Linked DNA regions of Gossypium hirsutum: all the other regions are linked to region 3. The links are chromatin contacts, called in public Hi-C maps. All regions are on one chromosome and are shown on one strand. The core of a region is the stretch at or near the end of the contact, and the rest is flanking DNA. Distances in the headings are between cores, read along the strand shown. Region 1 holds the start of LOC107892301 (transcription initiation factor TFIID subunit 12). Region 2 holds the start of LOC107935674. Region 3 holds the start of LOC107941334 (IQ domain-containing protein IQM3).

Region 1 (3,557 bases), core at 523-3,022, 160 kb before region 3:
ATCTTGTTGTTGATGAGGTAGAGATTGTGAGGCCCTTGATTGCGAAAACTGTTGCTCAAAAGGTTCCTGCTGCTGAATCGACGATATATTTTGTGGTGGCACCTGTGGAGATGATACATGCTGCTGTTGTGAAATTGTTTGCAATGAATGATGTTGCTGGGGTATATGTGCCCTCGGCTGCAAGGATGGTGCATTAATCTGTGGTCTATGCCAAGGGGGTGGCAAAGGTGGCTTCCCTTGCGCTCCAGATGATAGCCACGGCTGATTAGGGGATTGTGGAGTTTGTGGAGTACTTGGTGTTGAAGAAGAGGAACCAACCGCTGACACTCTCATAAGGCCATGCCCTTGGAAATTCTACAAAAAAATGAAAAATAAAACAAGGAAAAAAAAGGTCACATAATATTCAAGGAAAGGCATCAAACACAAATTCACCCCACATTTATAATCATGATGACAATAATGCGTTCTTTTCTTTCACATTCGATGATAGGAGAATGGGGATTGGTATGTAAGGATCGAACCCTATTTCTCATGCCACACAATACAAGAATCTGGTCATGAAGCCAAGAGGCTGTTGGCAACAATAATGTGTTATATAGTAGATAATAACACCTTAGCTCTCTTGACGAACTCCTTAAAGCAGCTTACTTCAACCTACCAATACTATATTCAAACTAAGATTAAAATAATAATAAAAGTGAGGGAGAAAGGATTAGTATTTTCTAGATTCAACCAACAGTTCTAAGCATTCTTAAAATTCTAAAACATTATTAAAAACTCTATTAAAATATGCTAAAACTGTTATTACTGCGACCATTTAAATTCAACTAACATTTTTTAGCATCATTAGAACATTATTGACAAAAAATCAATGTCATTTAAATTAATAAAAAGAAATAATATACATTAATCCTTAAAAATAATACTAACTTGGGTAGAAGCGGACTGGCTAGTTGGTGAAGATGTTGGTCTAAGAGATGATTGCAAAGGCCTTTGTTGATGCTGAGCAGAAATCCCACCTGGTCTCATTTGTGAACTTGAACCAACTGATGATCCGATCCCTATTCCTCGCATCATCGGCCTTGCCTATGAAAAAATATATATATCACAAGAAGAGGAAATTTCAGCATCAAAAGCTCAAAATCGTGAATGAAAATAACCCACAAGCTTAAAATCCAACCTGGGAAACATTGGAACTAGAGGTTCCACCGAAGGAATGGCCAAAGGAACCGGTAAACGGAGTGGATTGCGAAGGTGAAGGAGAAGGAGGCAAGGGGCCAGAATGGGACGAAGGAACACCGAGGGCAATGCTGCCTCGCGGCTGAGAGGAAAATGAAGGGGAAGGAGGCGATGAGGCGGAAGGAGAAGAGGAAGAGAAATGAGTGAACTGGGAAGAGTGTTGTTGCCATGGCCTCGAGAATGCAGCGGCGGGTCTTGGCTGATGAGAGGGGAGAGCTGGTTTAGGGTGCGGCGGCTGTTGCGGTGGTGGTATGGCGGAAGGTAAGGGTTTCAGGATAGGGTTGGGGTTAGGGTTAGGGATTGCGGTAGAGGATGTTGACGGGGGCGTTGGCGTTGTTTGTTGTTGAATTTGTGGCTGCGGCTGTGGTTGCGGAGGTGGGTCGACGGCGGAGGAAGGAGGAGGAGCATTAGGGGTTGGCGGAGGTGGTTGCTGTTGATCCATCAGGAGTGCAAGGATGGAAGGATGGAAGGATTGAAGAGGAAGGTGATTTGTTTTACCAACTGTAGACGAGCTCTCTTTTTCTTCTCTGAACTTTTAAAACATACATTAAAATAAGCTATCGGCTAAACTACAAATTTAGATCTTAATTTTATAAAATTTGTCAATTTAATCCTATTTCTTTGTTTCGGGGTTTGAATGAAAATGTTTGCACTAAATATAAGGAAAGGGTAATAAATATTGCTTATAATATCTGCAAATTTTCTATGGGGATTGGATAGTTGTAATCTTCAAATTTATTTATTATCTGTATTAAATTGGATAATTGTAATCTGCTTTTATTGGATTTATTTTCAATTATTAAGTTCATCAAACTATCATTCTGCATCTAATCACCATTGCTTAATACACTTAATGCATCAAAATAGGCATCATCATTTTAGATACTACTAAGTTATTTAATTAATATTATTAATTCCTTAAATATTCTCATTTGCATCATTTAGAAATTTTCTTTCGACCATTTTATTAAGGGTTAAAAGTAAAAATTTATCAACGATTTTAAAAAGTGGATTAACGAGAAAGCATAAAGAATAGTCAAAGAAAAAAGCTCTTAAAATATGCAAAATTCCAGTGAAGGAGGTTTTGGTGATTCCAGATCTGACAGGGATTGGAACACTACGAAAGTGAGATTCAAAAAAGGAATCGAAAGGGAGATTGCTACTGTGGGTGTGGACTTTTATCTGACCCCGAATCTATCTTGGAAGGACAAGCTTTTGAGGGGAGGAGCAGTCATTTCTGGTATGGTTTGTAATGATCCTAGCGAGGGAAATGAAAGTGATTTTGAGTTGCTAGAAGGTGATGTGAGTACGACCATGGTCAATGGGATTCCAGCAATTGTCTTCTCAAACAGTATTTAAGAAATTCTCTTCAAAGAGATGGAATTGACGGTCGACTCAAGCTTTTAAGGCAAAGCATTGGTTATAACACTATTTATAATCAAATAAGTAGCTTATGGAAACCTACAAAACCATTCCATCTCATGGACATAGAAAATAATTTTTTTTGTTAAGTTTCAAAACAATGAAGATTGTAATCAAGTATTGACTCAGGGATCATAGATCATTTATAGCCAGTACATTACTATTCAACCTTGGACTAAAGATTTTAGTCTGTTACAACCATATCCCAATGTGGTGATGGCTTGAACCCGGCCATCAAGAATCCCTGGATTTATATACAAACGGAAGATCATAGAGGTTATCGGGGGGCTGGTCGAAAAAGTGGCAAAATTGGATTTTCAAACTGATAGCAGAACCAGAGGCCAGTTTGCTCGCCTGGTTGTGTTTATTAACATTAACAAGCATTTGCCTTCTCAGGTTATGGTCGACGGCGTCTTCTAACGAGTGGAATATGATGCACTTCCAACAATATGTTTTTCTTGTGGTAAGTATAGACATGTCAAAGATTTGTGCCTATCAATAATGGTAGATCTAACCTAGGAAAGTAATGTAGAAGCAGTGGTTGCTAACTTAGGCGAAGCCATCGCCAAAATAGAATGAAGGATAGGATCGAAGTACGGACTGTGGATGTTGGTGGAAAGGAAATCGCGACGTAGTTAAATAGATTTACGGGCTAATGACACGGTGAAAACTAGGAAAGAACCGTAAGGATCCAGATTTATGGAGCTAAATGGGGAGATGGGAAATAGTAATGGTGATGCTGATGAAGGAATTTCGGGAGGAAAATATAAGGAGAAGGTGAATAAGGCTTTAGGTGGTAATAAGGCTAATGTTAAGGAAATGCCTAAAGAAGGTTTACGTTCTAGTAAGGGTATAGGCCGTGGGGGCAATGCAGGCCTTGAGTCCTTTATGGGGCC
Region 2 (3,662 bases), core at 1,103-3,602, 150 kb after region 3:
ATAGAGGAAGCTCATGCTAATAACGTGTAATAAAACAAAAAGATAGATTGTAGTAACAATAAAGATAAAGAGAATAGTAAGAAAAAAAATATATGAGAGAATATAAGACAAAAGATGGGATGAAAATATTTTCTTTTAACTTTGAGGACATGAGCTTATACATACCCTCTATTTATAAGACTTCAACTACCATAGATTACAAATGCATAAATAAGAAAATTAAGACACCATAAATTTTATGAGTTTAAGAATTGAAAGGTCATCCAGACTTATAAATTATTTACAATAAAAACTTATTTTTTCTATTTCATCTTGCACATCTTATTTCAGATTGTATGGACGAAATCTACTTGTACGATTGGTTCCTACTTAAATTTATACTGGAATAGAATTTGAACTTTGGTGTTGTAGTTTACTACCCAAATGAGACATTCCGACCAATACAAGTGGCAATAGTATAGAATTGACTCCTATGTTTTCAACAATATTAAGATTTCAGCATACAAGCCGTAATTTCAATACCTCCTTTTCCTTAAGACAATTTTAGATTAATGGTTTTTTTAAAAAAAAAAATTGTTTTATTAAAAAGAGAAGAAAACCGCTTTCTCTTATCTTTCAGTGGACAAATATTAGTTTTAATAATTAAGATAAAGTTGAAATATTTTATATTTTAAAAAATTACAATGATGAGTTGTATTTTATTTCTTAACACTACATGATGAATGCATAAAAATTAATATTTTCCTGTCACCAGCTTCTTAGTGTTTGGGTTTTTTTTTTAATTAAGGGTATGTTTGCTAAATTAAAAATTTAATTACTAAAAAATAAAATATTAAATTTTTATTGTTAATTTTATAAATGAATTTATATTAGAAAATAGTTTAGCAAATTAATAAATATAAGTAAAACATATAATTATGTTGTTTGATAAAAGTAAATATTGATTTTAAAAAGTAATTATTTTTAATTTTAATTTTTATTAATATAACATTTTATATTATTTTGAATAATTTTAAATAAAAGATACATATGATAATTTGAATATCTTATTTTAAAAAAAAATTATTTTAATATTTTAATAAATAAAATCAACTTAATATGTTCTACATTAAATAATAAGTAATCAACATTTATTTTATTTAATATTTTTTAAAATTTTGAATTAAATAAAATTTATTATAATTATCAAACTCATTTTTTTTAAAAAAATTAAATATTAAATTTTTTAATGGAATGAAAATTAATACTCGAATTAACAAACAATAATAATAATAATAATAATTAAGGAAGTCTTTACATGCACGACTCTTTCATCTATATCATTCTTATTGTTTTAGTGACAATTATTTATCATTTATCTTTTCATAATGGGTTGTCTTTTATTATTTGTGTCATCGCTCATGAAAAACACAATGTGACAAATACATAGGAGATTGTTTTTATGAGTAAATTAATAATATTTGATGAATTTTGGAAGATAAACAGGGGAAATGGGTAAAATTTTCCAATATTTAGGAAAATAAATTAATTTTGAAGAGAGATCTAGTAAACTTAATACATCAGTTTTTTTAATTAGATGGGTAATTATTCGTGGCACATTTGTATTCTTATTTTCATGTTGATTTTAATTTTTTTTAAAAAAATTTAATTACTAATTAATAAATATATTTTCAAATTTTTTTAATTCATCTTTTTAATTAATAACTCTTTTATTTAATTTAAAAAAATTAAAACAACACAAAATTAAGAATATAAATGCAAATAAGAGAGGAACCAAACTCGAGTCTTAATAACATTTAATCATGAACAAAAAGAACTGACATATTAAGTCATTAAAGAAAACACATTTTCTAGAATGCTTTTTCAGACACGTCAAAAGAAAATATTTCATACAGGATGCGTTTTTAGTTTCTCTCTTCAAAATCGATATCTTTCTTTAGATATTGGAAAAATCAATTTAAATCCGTAATTATGTTTTTTTATATACTATATATAAATTTACTTTCTTTTTTGGCTAGAATAAAATTTATTTATTTTACTCTCTCTTTCTTTAATTTTCTTTTACTTTTGTGAGATTTATTTATGCCCATAATCTCTGTACGTTACCCATTTTATTATAATTTTCTTTTCATTTTAACATTAAAGTTGAATTTTAAAATTTAAAGGTATAATTTAAAAAGTAGAGCATATTCAAATTTAACAAAATCAATTAATAATATTAAGAATTAAAAATAGAGACTAAGTTATAAAAATGTAAAGTGTACAAGGACTGAAATCAGAATTAAACCCCTTTATTTATTGGTTGTTTTTTGGGTAAAATGTAAAATCCTTTCAGTATTATTATTTTATAATAAGTTTCTTTTTATCACTATCTTCACCTCGATATTGTGAACCTTCAAGATTTGAATCAGAGAAGGGAACTCTCCTCATTCTTTCCTTTCTCATTTTTTCTCCCTATTTATTCATTTATAGGCCAACTTCTTCGTCTTCTTCATCAAAATCTTATCTTTTGCTGCGTTGATTTTTTTCTGGTTTAAAGTTGAATTCTCTTCAACTCTTCCACTGTGCTGAAACTCAAAGCTTGTCGAGATTTTTCTAATTACACTGTCAAAAGTGAAAGGGAAATTCAAATAGATCTTTTGAACGATGGCTCGGAAGCATTTGCACGAGTTACTTCAAGAGGATCAAGAGCCATTCCTTTTGAAGAATTACATTGCTGATAGGCGTTGTCAACTCAAGAAATCACCACCTAAAACTCATCTTCAACTCCATAAACCAAAGCCCATCTCTCAAATCTCCAACTTTCCTTTAAATTTCTGCAAAAAAGCTTGCCTTTTCTCTTTCCATGACTCACCAGACTTGAACAAATCTCCTTTCTTTCAACCTAAAACCCCCAACACCAAAAACACCAATGGCACTGCTTTTGGGTTATTTGGTTCCATTCTAAAGAGGCTAACTCATCGTACCAAAAACCCAAAGCCTGAAACAGCTACAAAAGGATCAAAAGTTTCAGTGAAGGACATTTTGAGGTGGGATCCAACTGTGAGCAAAAACAATGTAATGAGTGAAGACAAGTGTGGTTCAATTTCTTACACTGGTACGCCTACCAGTGATGTTTGGTCCCAAAGCAATGAAGAAATGGACATGGATACTTCATGTAGCTCTAGTCCATCAGGGGATTTTGAAGAGGTTCTCATTTCCAATGAAGTTGTGGGAAATAACTCAACTTTTGCTTCTTTTGATAAGCACTTTTCTCAAAGCCCTTTACGTTTTGTGCTTCAAACAAGCCCTTCTTTCTCGGCTACATCTCCTAGTCTCCATGAAAGAAAGGTGAGTGCCTTTAATTGAATGATTACTTATAATCAATTGGTTAATTAAAACTGCAACTCTGATCTGGTTAAAGCTTCTTCATTTTGTTTGTTTTTTCTTTTTTTTGGGGGGGGGGGAGAGTAAACTCGTGACTCAGGTGACTGAGTTCTCTGACTTGCTTGAACTGTCGGCAAATTGAATCACTTTGCTGCAGATTTTTGGGGTCTAATTGCCGTTTTAGTCTTCTACTATGCTAAAATTAAAGTAGAAGGATTAAATCTCAAACATTAGCATACTAGAGGGACTAAAACCATATTTAGACCGCTGAAATTTAATCTGAATTGGCATATATG
Region 3 (3,728 bases), core at 525-3,024:
CAGCCCGTAACAAAATCTGAGTACACTACTAAATCCTAAATTGTTACAAACTTATACCTTTAGTATCCCTTTCTCCACCACCAATCTACCAGCAGCTAGCGTTGCTCCACCAGCTAAGAAGCTAGAATGATGGAACATTCTTTTCTTCTTCTGCAAGGTACCGAAAAGACATTAAAGACATTTTTGGGTTTTCATACATCTAGTAAGTATTTAATCTAAAAGTTGCGGTTCAAGCCAGATGGTTTACCTCGCCGGCATACAATTTCTTCGAGGTGCTCATAACAAATATCCATTTAACTTCTTTCGAGCCTTGGAATGTATCAAGGACATTTCTAGTTTGTTTATGGATAATCTTTCCTTCAACAACAATGTACTCATAATGTTCCCTTTCTTGCTGTTTACAACAACAGGGAATTAACAATTTCATTCAATCTTATTTGGAAAAAGAGATTGAATCTAACATATGAGTTTGCATACATACAGGTCCGAGATACTTGATGCATTGTTTTCGAAGCTTTGATCTTGAACATTCTTCGAGATCGACATCTTTGCCATCACCTATATCTAACCTGTAGGAAACAAAATAAGAAAGAAAGAAAAAAGGTGAAATCATTATTTTTGTCCTAGTACTATGCTCAATTTGAAGATTTAGTCCATCTACTTTAATTTGGTCTTCCTACCAATATTAATAGAATGAGAAAAATGTTTGGGGTTTACCAGTAGAAAAATGGTTGACCAGCATCAGTTTTGCACCATTCATCGTAGTAAATATGTAAGTTATGGCCATAACGGTGTCGTGGATCAATCTACAGTTGAAAAAAAGTGTTAGATTCAAAATTATCCAATATATTTTGTTTAATAAAAAGATACAGAAGAGTAAATTACAGCTTCAATCCAATGTTGAAAAGCCAATTTTTGTGCTTTGGCGTCTATGGACAACCCTTCCCCGACCTGACAAAATTCCCAACTTAATTATTTATGAAAATTAACTAAAAAAAAAAGACAGAACATGGAAACTGGGAGGTAAAAGAAAAAAAAAATAAAAAGAAGAAGAAGAAGAAGAAAATGCCTTAGAAGCATTTAAGCCAACGCGATTCCACCTTGAAGCAGCAGTTTCTGGTTTCAAATAATTAAAAAGGGAAATTGTGCTGTGATTAAGCCTTGCATAATTTAAAGCCAGCCACCTGAAAATAATAAAAATATTTACTATTAGTATTAAATAATATATATTTTGAAGACAGACAAAGATTTTATGAAAGAAACTACCAGAGTTCTTCAGCGACAACAGCGGTGTCTGCTAACCTACGCCGTGTCCGGTAACTCCTATACACCTTCTGGACCTTAACGGCGGCGTTGGAATGAGAAGAACCGCCACTGCGCGTCTGATTCGAACCCGGAGAATCTCGGCCGTCGGATAACGGCTCCAGCAGCATTTTCAAACCACCACCATTAACCACCGTCGGGAAATCCGATTCGCTAGCTTGGTTCGGACTATCCACAGATACAAATTCGGATTCCCCAAGTAAGCCGGCGTTCGTAATGTCGGTGGAGGAAATGTTATAAAACGGAGACTTTGACTGGAGATCGAAATTCGAAACAGCTGCTTGACTTTCAATTACTTCCATTGTTTTTCTTGGTAGCCAAATTTGAAGGAGTTTTAGAAAGAGAGAATCTTAGGGTCGTTGGTTTTGGAGAGAATACTTAAAAGAAAAAACCAGAGCCAAGGACTTAGAAAATCGCCGGGAAACCCACTTGTAAATTTGTAAATAGATTCCAGTTGGATTAAGAGTTAGTGAAGTGCGTGTGTGTTACGCGCTGAGGTTGAGAGTGAGATTTTGTGTAACTCGCTCGAGACAAAACAAACTAGTGACCAAGCATACTCAAAAGTAAAATCAATTATGATATATATTTATGGACTGACATTGCTCCGCCTCATAAATCATAAATCTGGCTTTAACAGTCTTTGAGTAAGGATTTTTGTGATTTTGTTATTATTATTATTATTGAATTTTATTAATCTAATTGAAAAAAATTGAGTGCCATAAATCTATTTTAGTTAAACTAAAAAAATATAAAACAAATAAATTCAACATTGATTAAATTTTAAATAAGACTAAAATTATTTCAAAGTAAAATAAGAGTGTGTTCTAAAAATTTGTATAAATATAAGTTCTAAAATTTTATGTAAATAAGCGGTAATTTTTTAAAATTTCTCATTATTTTATTTTATTTTGTTTAATACGGATAATCACATTATAAGATAAAAACTTCAATTTCAAAAATCATTTTCATTTGATTCTAATGTATGTTTTTAAATTTTCATTTTATTAAAAATTATTTATAATTTTTTACAAATACAATGATATCCTTATTGAATACTTTATATTATTTATTTCTAATATAATTCTTTTATAATTACTCTTTGATTTGTAAAACAAGATACTTTATATGGTCCCACCACTTGAGAAGTCGAGATCGCATTGCAACTCGAGGTCCTAGTTGACGGTGATTATATGGTCATGAGTTGTAGTGTAACTAGGGCTTCAAGTTTACAAATGTTGTACTGTCAAAGGATAGAATGTAGTTGGGGGCCCTAGTTGGCAGTGGTTATACGGGCACGGCAACAAGTTTCACCTTATCAAAGGAGGATGCTTTATAAAATCCATGCAGAAGTCTAAGATCATAGTCATAGTGAAAAGCACAAGGGCTTTTCAATATACCCAATTTACTCATTTTCTCCACCAAAGATGCTGAACTCGTTACATTAACCTATAGCAGAGTTGGCGACAATAAGGTTTCCAGCAGGAAGGAGTTGTTGTGTGGTGTACAAAAGATGAAATGCAAATCGGGTCGACAACGGTTGCTTGGTGAAACCCTAATTCTTTTGGGTCCAGCATTAGTTCTTATAATTTTGGTCCCCTTAGGTATTCATTTAGAAAGGATGTCCTTGTTTATAGTAGTACTTTAACAAAGTTTGCCTTTGAATTTTTTCCCTTTTCAAATATTTTTGGAGAAACTTTGTTAGATAAAGCTTTTTCTTTTTCAAGCAACTCAAGTTGCTTTTAATGATCCTCATTGTCACACCTAATTTTCCTTAAGCCAAAAAATTAGGAATAATTAGGGGTCAAATTGAAAGAAACCATAAGTTGGTGGTTTCTATTGAAAAATAGGAAAATTTAGCGGCTAATTTGGACATAGTTAAGTTTCAATTCTAGTTCCATTGGATGAGAACCAACTAGTTTGATAGTGGGAGACAAAATGATTACCAATGGATGATTTTTATAGGGTTGGTAACCGTACATAAAGTGCTATAAATAGCTGAGAAATGAATTCCTAGGTGAATTCTTCTCAATTTTGTTTAATTTTCTTCTCTTCTTCATATTCTTCTTTGTTGCTTCGAAGAAGAGATAATTATAGGAAGCTCTACATGGAGCGATGATCACGGGGTTTGTGTCTGAAAAATGGAGAATCTAGTGAGCTAGAGAATAGAAGCTTTGATGTTCAGAAAAGCTAAGCTGATAAGGCAAAGATGCATCAGGTGAGTTTCTTTACTCCATACATGGGTGTTCTTTGAATGTTATGACTGGTATGATCTTTGTTGTTTGAGAATGCCTTGTATGCATAAGAGTGGGTAGGTATATGAGTATCCATAAGTGTTTCAGTATGCTCGAAATGGTTGTGATACAATATATATGATTTAGCGTACTCCACGTTATTATGTCTATGTG

What was found. A called contact is a pair of places that touch in the nucleus more often than the background predicts.
Region 1: a Hi-C map of fibers shows a contact between it and region 3, with 3 times the contacts expected there. The contact joins the promoter of LOC107892301 here to the promoter of LOC107941334 in region 3. A contact is called at or near these places in 15 of 34 Hi-C or Micro-C datasets (anther, callus, fibers and 4 more).
Region 2: a contact with region 3 is called in a Hi-C map of leaf, with 2.3 times the contacts expected there. The contact joins the promoter of LOC107935674 here to the promoter of LOC107941334 in region 3. A contact is called at or near these places in 3 of 34 Hi-C or Micro-C datasets (all in leaf).

The regions. Positions count from the first base shown.
Region 1 is chrA01:55,989,855-55,993,411 of Gossypium_hirsutum_v2.1, forward strand. It overlaps LOC107892301 (transcription initiation factor TFIID subunit 12), which reads right to left and starts at 1,773. Exons shown (of 10, transcript XR_001682609.2): 1 at 1,181-1,773; 2 at 931-1,086; 3 at 1-354.
Region 2 is chrA01:56,297,133-56,300,794 of Gossypium_hirsutum_v2.1, forward strand. It overlaps LOC107935674, which reads left to right and starts at 2,353. Exons shown (of 3, transcript XM_016868297.2): 1 at 2,353-3,330. The coding sequence starts at 2,647.
Region 3 is chrA01:56,151,435-56,155,162 of Gossypium_hirsutum_v2.1, forward strand. It overlaps LOC107941334 (IQ domain-containing protein IQM3), which reads right to left and starts at 1,775. Exons shown (of 8, transcript XM_016874892.2): 1 at 1,267-1,775; 2 at 1,070-1,184; 3 at 886-951; 4 at 718-806; 5 at 482-569; 6 at 248-394; 7 at 58-150. The coding sequence starts at 1,625.